Linked DNA regions of Mus musculus: all the other regions are linked to region 2. A link is a contact called in public Hi-C and promoter capture Hi-C data. All regions are on one chromosome and are shown on one strand. The core of a region is the stretch at or near the end of the contact, and the rest is flanking DNA. Distances in the headings are between cores, read along the strand shown. Region 1 holds the start of Dlgap2 (DLG associated protein 2). Region 2 overlaps Fbxo25 (F-box protein 25). Region 3 overlaps Dlgap2 (DLG associated protein 2).

Region 1 (3,636 bases), core at 842-3,341, 160 kb before region 2:
ACACCATCTAAAAGGAAGTCGTATGCACAATCTACAATTACCATGGAAGCCAAATCTGTGTGAGTCACCCTACTGCCTGCACAAGACAATTTGGCTACTGGAGAATCCTGATTAATGGCATTAAACGGCATTTTTAAAACACCAGAGTAACAACCTGACCTGCCAAATTTTATTATTTTTCATCATATCACCAAATTTTTCTTGGCCTTGGCTATGTAGCACCTTCCACAGGGAATATGAAGATGAAAATCACGCTATAGTGCACTTAAAGTCTATATACTATTGGGGAGGTTGGATTAAGTAAGTCAGCTTCAGATTTGTACACAACTCTGAAGCGGTCCTGGGTTACTTTGGGCTATTCTGTGACTCCGGGTTGTTTTCTCAATACAAATGCAATTAGTTTGTGGACTGTACAATAAAAGCCTTCTGCAAAACACAGGTGACTGGGATCCAAGGTAACGGTCAGATCTCAAGGTTGTAGGCTGATGTACCCACCTGGCCACTAACAGCAATCCCAAGGCTCCGAGTCCAGACAGCTCCCTCCCGCCTCCAAGTATTAGACGCCAGGAAAAACTGGTACGCTTTAATCTCCAGCCCTGAAACGCCCACAGCTCGGACTGGCAGAGTTCATCAAGAGCGAGGGCGAATTCGCTGCCCGTTACTTTATACTCTTCATCGATACAAGCCGGCTAAGGCTGATCAGTCAGTCACGCATTTGGATTTCGACCCGGGCCGGAATCCACATCCATTTGAAAAGAAGGAAGCGACATGCGGGCGGCTGGCACCACATTCCCGAAGTGTTTTGAGTTTCGGGTGAGAAACGGCTAAGCAGCCGCGGCGCTCCCGGTTCCCTTTCACCTGCGACACTCTACGCCCGCCTAGGCACTGCCTGCTGCCCTTCCCCATCTCTTCTAACTCGGTATACAGCCCCGGCCCCTGCCTCGGGTCCCAGCGAGCATCTCCCGCCACCCAGCCGCTCCAGGAGGATGGGAGAGAAATCCCCTGCCCCGCCCGGCCCCACCTGGCCAGCGTCAAGCAGAGGAGCCGGTGCCTGCCGCCCCCCAGCCCTTCGCCGCGCAGGGCTGTAATAATTACATCCTCATTATTTCTTCTGCGATCGTTAGGGAAAGAGCCCGAGAACAGCAACAGCAGCTGCCGGGGGAGGCTTAGTTACAAAACCCTGCGCTGGGTAGCGCTTCGCTTAGCAACCACCCCTAAAAAAGCCCCCGTGCTCCCGGCTCGCACTTGGAGAGCCCAGCAGCGGCCACCCCCTCCCAAGCCCGAGGCCCAGGCCCTGCCGGGCGCGAAGGCTGTTGCAAAGGGCACAAGTGGCCCCTCCCCGCCTCCGCGACCCCAGTGCCCGTACCACCAGCTCCAAGCACCTTTCATTCATTCCCAGTCTAGGTCCGGGTGTCCACCCGGGCTTGGGGGAGGGGAAACCCAGGTCGCACCCCACTGCCCCACCAGAGTCCCTCTCTGGCCGGGGCCCCGGGCTGCACCCCCTTACCCGGCCTCGCGGAGCGGGGAATTTCACACCTCCGCCTCGCTCCTGCACCCAGGGAGCCCGTGTGCCAGCAATCCTGCCGCGGGGCGCTGCAGCCCGGAAGGACCCCAGCGGCGGACCCCGGAGCACCAGCCGTCCCTGGGGTTATTCTCACGCTCCCGGATCGGGTCCCCGGGAGCCTCTTATCCCCAACGCAGCCACTCAGGCAGGGCCCTCGCCGGTCCGGCTCGCAGCACCGCCCCCTCCCTGCCCCGACGGCACTCGCCACTTAGCGCCCAGGTCCCCGCATCCCGGTCCCCGCGGCCCCGCGCGTCTCGCACCTTCCTCAGAGCAGACATCCTTGGGCTTTCCTAGTTCAGTGGGTGCAGAGCGACATGGCAAGGTGGCCACCCCTCAGGCCAGGCGGTGCGCACAGCACTGCCGCCAGCTCCCAAGCTCGAGAATCCTTGGGTCCGTGCGTCGATCCGCAGTCTGTCTGTCCCCCGCTGCCGCTACCGCTTATCGCCTCCACCACCGCCACCGCCAGCGCCACCACCGCCGCCGCGCGCTCCGACCCCGTTCGAGCCCGGCGCACGGTCGGTCCTCACGGCCGGCGCCTGCGCACTCGGCGCCCGGGGAGGCACCGGCGCACTGGGGGGCGGCCGGTGCGTGGCTCCATCTGAGGAAGGGCCCAGCGCCACGCGCCTAGGGGGAGCGCTCAGGCCGCGGTGCCGCTGCCAATGGCAAGCCTGGCCCAGAGGTCGCATGGCGCTCACGGCCCGGGAGCCCGCGCACAGCGGATCCCAACTGTTGCGCGCAGAGCGTTGGGTCACTCCAGGACAGTGATGGTTCCCGGAGGGGGAGCGGAGAGGTCCCACACCGCGTGTGCTCCGTGTGTTTGTAGGTCAGCGTGGGAACCCACAAGCAAGCCAATGCGCCTGGGAAGGGCCAGCTCAATGTGAACCGAGATGTGGGATCTGCAGACGCATCGGCACCCTGAACTCTGCACGGTGAAAGCCTATTGGGCTCCCAGGTCATAGAGAGGGAGCGATGGAAGATAGGAGCTCTCAGCACTGGCCACTAAGAGAGCACAGTGCTGCTCTGGGTGCTGTGAAATAAGACCACTGTTTCCACCTGTTACCTCCCAGCTCTGGTAAACTGCTGCTTCTGGGCTCACAGGAATCCCCAGCACCTTGAACAGCAATCTTTAGTCATAAACCTGGTCCAGATAGAGGGCTGAGATGGTGTCGGCCCTTGTTTGCTGCTGCACTCGGAAGCAAAGAAAAAAAACTATCTTTTTTTTTTTCCTCAGCGAAATCAGAAACACAACAAAAAACAGTCTGGCAAATTCAGCAAAATTAGCCATATTTTGATGAAACCTAATTAGATTCGTGGGGATACCCTTTTTAGATCCACTGAACAGTCAAGAAAAGTTTCTGTGGCCTAGAGTAAAAGGTGCTGACAACTAAAGACATAGTTTGGCACCGGGCTCTGGGGATACTCACTACACCTGCTTAACCTTGGGCCGGTCTCTAGGCTCCGTGTAAATATAATAGGGGGCTTTCGTCTCCGTTGTCAAGAAGTTTAAATGTGACCAAAACTTAATCAATAAGGTGACTATTTACAGAAAGGTGAATGGGTGTCGAATAGAGGAGAGACAGGTGAACAGCCCTGTATTTCCCTAAATCCCAAGATCTTTTCCATAAAAACAGCCTCCATAAGATGTTTTTTCCTATGATCAATCAACTGCAGTGCACTTTCAGAGCAAAATACTAAGGTGTGTGAAAGATACACAAATGGATCAAAGGTATCTGATGTGACTTTTTTCTAGTGTTTGTAGCACACTCCATTTGGATTCCACTATCGAAAGAGAGAGAGAGAGAGAGAGAGAGAGAGAGAGAGAGAGAGAGAGAGAGGAAGGAAGGAAGGAAGGAAGGAAGGAAGGAAGGAAGGAAGGAAGGAAGGAAGGTGGGTTTCCAGACCTCGAATAAAAAATCTAGACTGCACATCAAGTTGAAGATTCTAATATCCACTTTTCTCCTCCTCTCCACGGTGCCCCCATCTTCCGGTCTTCCATCTCAGGCAAACGAAAGGAGCACAGTGGTGCTTGCTGTGAGCTCTTTTGGGTCGTGGACTTGTACCAAAACAGAAAG
Region 2 (3,668 bases), core at 199-2,698:
TTTGTTACTCACGTCTCACATCTACGTCAGCTGCTCACATCACACACATCTTGCCAGTGGCTCCTGCTGCTGTCACTACAAACAGCTGACCCAGGACCTACACAGCCTTCAGCTTCATTGAGGTGTTTCCTAGCCTGCAGTGCTGGCCGGACCCTGCCCTGGCTGTAAGCTACTGCTGATCCTGAGAAACCAGGAGCCTGCTGCTGTTAGTCACTCTTGAAGAACTGGTAACATCTCACAGTTCAGTTTTGTGATTCAATCAAGAAAATATGCATCAAAAGACGCTCTCACAGGTGCTAACGGATGATTCTACTCTAAGTTCTTATAGAAGGTGAACACTGTTGTAAACAGACCTTTAACCTTTACAGTCTTTCATCAAGGAACTTCCAGGACTCACAAACCAACAGTCAGCCGATTTCCTGAAGGACGTGTGACGTCTGGATATATAACGCCTGCCAGGGGTTCTGGTGGCCCAGGCCGAGCCCTGGCCTTGCCCTATGGTATCCTTGGAGGTAGGTCCCAGAGCAATGTGTGATGCACAGGGCCCATCCTAGACAGACATTTATTCATCACTCTATCCATGGCTCTAAATATTTCCTCCAAAAGATCAACCACTCTCTCCTGCATTTCTGATGCCAGCTCAAATCTAATCTCAAAAAGGAGGGGGCGGAAACACAGTTGCCGCTGAGAAAGAGATAAGAAGAGAGTAGGAAGAGTCAGGATGGCTAAGGATGCAGGGAGCAATGGACGTCCACTCCCACTCAGATGGAGTAGCTATGCCTCTTGCTAGGTGGGCTAGCCTGCCTACCGAGCCATTCTCAGGCCCAGCCTCTGCACAGCCCAGTCCCATGGACCCAGTTCCATGCTCACCCATCTGCAGCATCCTGGCTGCACTGCTCCATGCCTGAGAACCCAGAGCTTCCTGCGCTCTCACAGGCTCACTCTGGGTCTGGGCATCTCCTTGGGGCTCTGCTTAGGACTTTCCTAGGGTCCTGGCTGGGCACGTACATCACCCCTGACTACCGCCTTTGATGTCCACACCAGTGTTTCTCTCAAGCAAGATCCTGAGAGCCATATAAAAGGTGCCCTGTGTTCCAGGTGCTTTGCTGGACTTTTTAAGCTGGGTGGAATCTCAGCTGTGGCTAAGACCCCTGATTCCTTCTTCTGATGGGACCTGCTTTCTGCTCTGCCCACATCTGCCGTGAACCAGGCACACTCTGGCCCCCACGTCACAATGCTCCAGCATCCCAGGTATGTCCACATCCGTAAGACAGACAATGCATCACTCGCTGCTTCCTATCCTTGAATGAAACAGGCACTGCTTGATGCAGTGAGCCAGGATGCCCACATGCTGCAGAAACGCAAAGGTGGGGATTTCACTCTGGAGCAGGAGCATCAACTAGCAAGACACAGGACCTCAAGATGGTGCCACCAAGTGGGAAGCACGGGAACTGCAAGGACGACAGGCTGACAGGAGGGGGCAGAGCCAGAGTGGGACTCATCAGGGAAAGAGACCACTGTGACCTTTCCCAGGAGACAGGACACAACTCAGCTAGTTAAGTAATTTGGTACTAGGACATTTTTAGAATCATGATTCCTTTTCAATATGAAACATGAGCCTTGTAATTGATACAATTCAGAAGCAACTTTGGTATCCTCTAGCTGCTATCAAGTGCTCCCCACCTTCATTCGAGGGCAAAGGATGGTGGCCAGCTGGCCTGACTCAGGGACTGACCTGCACACTTTAGTTAGATCTTGGTTTCTTTAAAAACCACAGGAATATCGTGGGACTATGGTTTTGTTTTAACCCAGGTGTGGGATACGGGGCTGCTTCAGACTATCCACAGCAGCTGACTGTGACTTGCCTCGTACTCTAGCCGGGCTATGACTTTACCAGCTGTAGATAGTTTCTGCAACCGTGTAAGGTCTGGAATTCTAGGGGTTTTTCAGAGGGTATAAATGCTAGGGCCCCAAGAAGCCTTGGGGGTGGAGGGATTGGGTTGGGTTGTTGGTTGAACAATGGTGGGTGGGTGGTTGTTATTGGGTTACCATTTGTTAAACAGTTGTGAGCAAAAAAGAAACAAGGAGAAATCAGATATCATCCTGATGGTGAAGATCACACTGCCCCACAGAACCGACACTCCTATTCATCAGGAAGTCGTCTAACAATAATGTCACTCCCTTTCCAACCAGACCGATGGCATTCACAGTCTCTCTCCATTTCGCTCTATCCTTCCTTCCTCCTTATCTAGTGTTAGAGGGCTGGAAGGTGGAGAAGGAAGGAAGAAAGAAGAACCCACAAGCAGCAAGGCCAGCTGCCCGCACTCACCTGCTGCTCAGCAAAGTGGTACTGACACAGTCGCTTCCACAGCCGCCTGTCTTCACTGAGCATGTACAGGGTTGGTGTTACCTGGCCCAGGGTGACAATGTCCCAGCCATCTGAGAAACGGTACAGGATGTTGTTCAGCATGTGCAGGGGCAGGTCACTGAGTGTGAGGCCAGTGTTTACCTGCTGAAAGGAAGCACAGCGGTGTCACGTGGAGAAAACACAGGGGCTTCCTGCAACAAAACACAATGGCCATGCTGTAGAGACAGCTTCAGCAAGACTACAGCGAAGAGGCCATGTGCTCTGACGGTCACTTCAGTCTTCTTCACTGCTCTGCAGGGTGGTCTCATGGGGGCTACCACATAGCATCGTCTCATGGGGCTGGCACATAGCGATTTCCCTGTGCTCAGGAAGTTATCCTTGGACATGCCTGCCCCTGCTCTATTTTAACTAGAAAAATACCTAGAAAACGGTGGATCTGAAATGTGGAACTGCTGATGACATCGACCCTGCTTCATGGCAGCAAGTGAAGTGAACATGGGCTGCGCTGCGGTTCACCCAGGGACAGGCCTGGTGTCTGTGCGGCCTCCCAGCTCTATCTGTATCTACTGTTAAATCTCAGCTTCCTCCTCACTGACACTGAGCGTGTTTATGACGTACAATATGGTTAACACAAAGCAAACAAGCTTCTGTAGCACAGAGAGGGAGAAAGACGCCCAACACGGAGGGTGAGGACAGCTGCCAGCTGTTGGTCTGATAGGTTAATGTACAGATGCTAGGGAAGTGCAGGACTCAGGGAAGGGTGGATTAGCTGGATGACACACCTCCAGAGGATATGCAGACAGCCAGCATCACTAATCTAATCATGAGAGATGCAAATGACAAATGCAGTGCTGAGCTGGTGCAGGGGAAGTCTCAGGACTGTTGGCAGATGGGTGTGAATAAGCAAAGAGAAGAGCTGTGGGGAGGCTCCTGAGACAACAGAAACAGAACGGCCATGTGACCCGCAATGCTGTATGCATCCATCCAAGGGAACTGAAGTCACGTGCTTAGAGTAGCAGGATTCATGGTAGCCAAGACCTGGGGTCAGCCTAGTGCCCATGGACGTGACTTTTTTTTTTTTTTTTTTGGACGTGACTTAATAGAGAAAATATGTTATATATTACTCAGCCACAGAAGAAATGAAATACTGTCATCTTCTGCAGTATGAACGGAACCATGGGTTATCCTGTTCTATGAAAGAAGTCAAGAATAGTAAAACAAAATACCGCATGTTCTAAGTTACATGCTGGAAGGAAAAAACTGGTCTCAAAGAAGTAGAGTGTGAAACAGTGGTAGCCAG
Region 3 (3,790 bases), core at 287-2,786, 190 kb before region 2:
GCACTATAACATAGTGCTATGCCACGGTACTTACAGGTAATGGAACCGCAAAACTAACCACCTACCAACGTGTGGGACATCTTGTCACTTAACTCGTGGGACATCTCATCACTTAACTCATGTGACAAAACCCAGAGCAGTAAAAGCACAAGGACCCTAAAATCACAACCATTTTTTTAGTGGTTGTTTTGTCCAAAGACACACTAGAAGATTCAGGAGGGCTAAGCCCTCTTCTGTAGTGACATGACAGGAACATATAAAAGGTATGTATGTACATTTGATCTCCTTTCTTCTCCCCAAATGGATGGAATCACTCATGGGACATACGAAAATACCTGAGTAGGGGCTTTAAAATAATAGTGGTATACGGGATCCAAAAAATCTGAGCTGGATCTAGCCTGAAAAACCTACCCTCTGAGTATTAGCTTTCATGGTACTAGAAGGTCCCACGCAAGCCTCCAAGGTTGGCAGGCAACCAATAATCCTACCCAGATATGACAGTTATGGACTATAGCAGTGACAAGCATGGAATGATCACCCTAAGGGTGCAATGGTGGCATAAATATCCCAGCGTTAACCAACAGCTCTCTAACTGGACCTAAAGCCTTCTCAACAGAAGGGAAGTCATGCCCAGTTCTGGAAACCTAGGCAGCTCTACCTTGGTCTAACGAGGCCACGAACCTTGGAGGAAAGCCTGAAACTACTACTTTACTAAGCCAACATAACTTCTGACTACACTGTCAAGATCTATCCTTGTATTTACAGATAAGTTCTCAAACCTCTTTCCGCAACAGATGAAGATCATTACAGAGAACCACAATGTGTTAAAGCGCAGAGAACATGTGCTTGTGTGGTGCCCAGCCCCAAAGGACGCATGCACAGCATAACTCCCACACCCAAGGCTCAGGAAACTGTGGAAGAGCAAGCTGAAAGATTGTTAAGAGCCAGATGACCAACTGTGAGATTGTGTCTCCCAGAAACATCGGGGAGTTATACTTGTTATAAGAGTGCTGCCGAAACAAAACCTGAACTATGGCATGGATAGGTATATTAATACAAAAGAGGAAACATCTCATGGAGCCTTCACCCCAAAGAATTACAAGCAACTAAGAAATACTAAGAGCTAGAGAAACAGTCTTCTTCAAGGGAGACCCCCACCCCAATTTGTTATCCAATACCAAGTGGTCAGCTCTGAAATCATACACATACAGGTAAGAATATGTGGACTGTGTGGGGTGTGTATGTGGGGGTGGGGAGTGCTTCCAAACAACAATTAAAGAAAAAGATGCCATGAATCTGAGAAAGAACCCATCAGGGGGTACACGGGAGGGGTTTGGACGGAGGAAAGAAAAGGGGAAATGCTGTAACTATTTTAATTCCAAAAATAATTTTTTAATCAAAAAAGATTGGTGATGGAAGTATTTCCTCTGAATTGGAACAGAAATAAAAACGTTGCACCACATGTCCCTTCACTTCATGAGGCGAGAAGCCTTAGCAACTGTGCGAGCTGAGCCCACACCTATGCCTGCTCTTTGTCAAAATGAACCAGCATTGGTGGCAGCAACTCGCACAGCAGGACACACCCTGGATTCTGCACTTGGGCAGAGTCACGCCTTCTGGAGGAAGAAATCGTGACTCAGCACCTCATCAACACATTTAAACCATAAAAACTAAATCTGGTTACAGATCAGGGAGCCATGAGACATAAACAAGCCACGGGAACAAGCATGGCCCCCAAATGAGGCTCTCCAATTAAAATCCGGAAGTACGTCCAGAGATGCGAAGCACCCGGCACTCCATCGCCCTGGGCCCCCTCCAGATACTGTGGCTTCTGTGTCATTCTAAACAGGTCTTAAAGTAGGACACCATCAGAGAAGGCTCAAGGCTGGAGTTAGGGCCTTCCGTTTTGTGTTTTCCCATAATCCTTCGCTTTTCCAACTCAGCTAGCACGCGGCGACTCGTGCCTTTCGAGCATGCCTGATGCTATGCTTAGATAGCATTTCCCCTCTGAATAGCCAATGGGCCTTGAGAGCAAAAGCATGTCACGCCCTCTGCACCTTTCTCACCAAGATCCACATTCCTCTGCTAAATAGCATCTGTCATGCATCATGTATGTCTCCAATCACAAAGTATAACTCCCTATCTCCTATTCTTAACAAACCCTTTCAGCAAATCAGAGTAGGACCAGTTTCTTGAAAGGGCGTTATAGAACGAATAAATCGCACCTAGGACACACTTACACGCCCTCCTTCCTGCATCCTGTCCTCTCCTGGGTCTGCTTGTGAGATCAGGCCTCTCAGGAGCCCTCTGAGGCCCCCTAGAGCTGCAGCATCCTCACCCTGTCTGAACAGAGGACAGGGCATCTTGACTCTGTCGCTAGGAAACAGCAGCCCTGCTCTATACAAATGTCTCCTTTAAAATGAACTTTTAAGCAGCATGCAAATATACACGTGGGGTCACTCCAAACCTTCTATAAACCTAGCCACACTACACACCATTGTTTTCCCACACAGTTTCACGCATCACACTCCTTTTGAAGTACAGCAGCCTACTGTGTCCCCAGGATTTCAAAGTTCCCAGGTTTCTGAATTCCTCACTTTGTAACCCATGCTTCATGATGCTATGTTATCACCCCTTCGAAGAGTTGTGGGCAACTGGTTAAACCTAGCAAGTGAATCGGTCCCCTAGGGTGTTGTAATTACTGACATTTTAAGTAAAACTGTTACTTTGTTCATTTGATGTCTCTCAGTCCCCTCTAATCACACCTCCACCAATGATCACACCTCGACCGATAGCCACACCTCCACCGATGGCCACACCTCCACCCATGGTCATACCTCCACCCATAGTCACACTACCACCCATGGTCCCATCCTTGGAACTATTCCTGTGTTGATATGACGCTACCCTACCAGTTGGTGGTGAGCCCTGGGCGCCATGAAAGCAGCAGCTGTGAATGCAGGCCTACGGCTAGAAACTCCGCAGTTTCTTTTATTCTGCTTCAGTTCTTAACTTCACATTGTTTCCTCTAAAGAAATCCATCCTCAAATGAAGCATTGCATGCCTGAGGTTTTACTGATTGTCATTTTATGCCTCTCTGCAACAGATACATATGTGGGTCAAGAAGCCATGATATAAATACCTATGCCATGGGCTCAGGTACTCGTGTCCACAGATACTGAAATAGAGAATAGTGAGCTAAGTAACAAGGAGGGCTCAGGGGGGCAGGGCGTATGAATCTCCCTGGGAAGAGGAAATAGAATAGACATTTCCAGTGGGGCACAGAAACAGGTGGGATCGGTCAGTGGAGGGATGGAGAGGGTACTGGGAGAGACAACTGGAATTGGGGGCAGGGGAGGTCATCTGGAGAAAGAGCTAGAAACCTAGTACAATGGAAACTCCAAGGAATCCGCAAAGGTGACCTCAGCTAAGACTTCTAGCAATGGGGTTCACGGATCCTAAATTGGCCATCTGACGGAACCAGGCAAGACTTCCAGGAAAGGGACTGGGACACCAACCCAGCCACAAAACCTTCAACCTACAATTTATCCTGCCTACAAGATGTGCTGGGAATGGCCAACCAATCACAGGTCCAGCCTGAGACCCATGCCACTAGAGGGAGTCCACCCCCGACACTATCTGGAGGGCCAGAAACCAAAGACTGGATAGCCCAGAGACCTAGAATAATACTAAACATGACTGGGGAAAAAAAAAGTCAATGAAGTTATGCCTAATGATATTCTGTTATACTCATAGCTTGCATGGATTGGTACCTAACCCAACTGTCATC

Evidence for each region. Promoter capture Hi-C pulls out the DNA fragments that hold promoters and counts their contacts. Hi-C and Micro-C count contacts between places; a contact is called where the count stands out from the background.
Region 1: a promoter capture Hi-C map of hippocampal neurons shows a contact between it and region 2, with 3 times the contacts expected there. The contact joins the promoter of Dlgap2 here to the enhancer-like site in region 2. A contact is called at or near these places in 13 of 39 promoter capture datasets (the C10 cell line, the HPC-7 cell line, HPC-7-derived erythroid cells and 7 more), 5 of 484 Hi-C or Micro-C datasets (CD4 T cells, the G1E-ER4 cell line, cerebral cortex and 2 more), 9 of 115 datasets of contacts at active chromatin or transcription factors (CD8 T cells, T-cell acute lymphoblastic leukemia, VIP interneurons and 1 more) and 4 of 9 other capture datasets (adipose tissue, embryonic stem cells, liver and 1 more).
Region 3: a Hi-C map of cerebral cortex shows a contact between it and region 2, with 5 times the contacts expected there. The contact joins two enhancer-like sites. A contact is called at or near these places in 1 of 39 promoter capture datasets (the C10 cell line), 4 of 15 datasets of contacts at CTCF or cohesin (embryonic stem cells, large pre-B cells, pro-B cells and 1 more), 83 of 484 Hi-C or Micro-C datasets (B cells, the Ba/F3 cell line, the C2C12 cell line and 47 more), 2 of 115 datasets of contacts at active chromatin or transcription factors (astrocytes and bone marrow-derived dendritic cells) and 3 of 9 other capture datasets (adipose tissue, embryonic stem cells and liver).

The regions. Positions count from the first base shown.
Region 1 is chr8:14,094,330-14,097,965 of GRCm38.p6, reverse strand. It overlaps Dlgap2 (DLG associated protein 2), which reads right to left and starts at 2,091. Exons shown (of 16, transcript NM_172910.3): 1 at 1,825-2,091.
Region 2 is chr8:13,930,026-13,933,693 of GRCm38.p6, reverse strand. It overlaps Fbxo25 (F-box protein 25), which reads right to left. Exons shown (of 10, transcript NM_025785.3): 8 at 2,330-2,512. Among named protein-coding and RNA genes, the nearest start is that of Fbxo25, 24 kb to the right of the region's middle. Within about 2 kb of position 1,448, at least 15 of the 459 cell types and tissues checked have an H3K27ac peak or open chromatin away from gene starts, as enhancers often do. A contact at or near this core is called in cerebral cortex, cortical neurons and hippocampal neurons, where this site is marked.
Region 3 is chr8:14,122,162-14,125,951 of GRCm38.p6, reverse strand. All of the region lies in intron 1 of Dlgap2 (DLG associated protein 2), which reads right to left. Among named protein-coding and RNA genes, the nearest start is that of Dlgap2, 28 kb to the right of the region's middle. Within about 2 kb of position 1,536, at least 6 of the 459 cell types and tissues checked have an H3K27ac peak or open chromatin away from gene starts, as enhancers often do. A contact at or near this core is called in cerebral cortex, where this site is marked.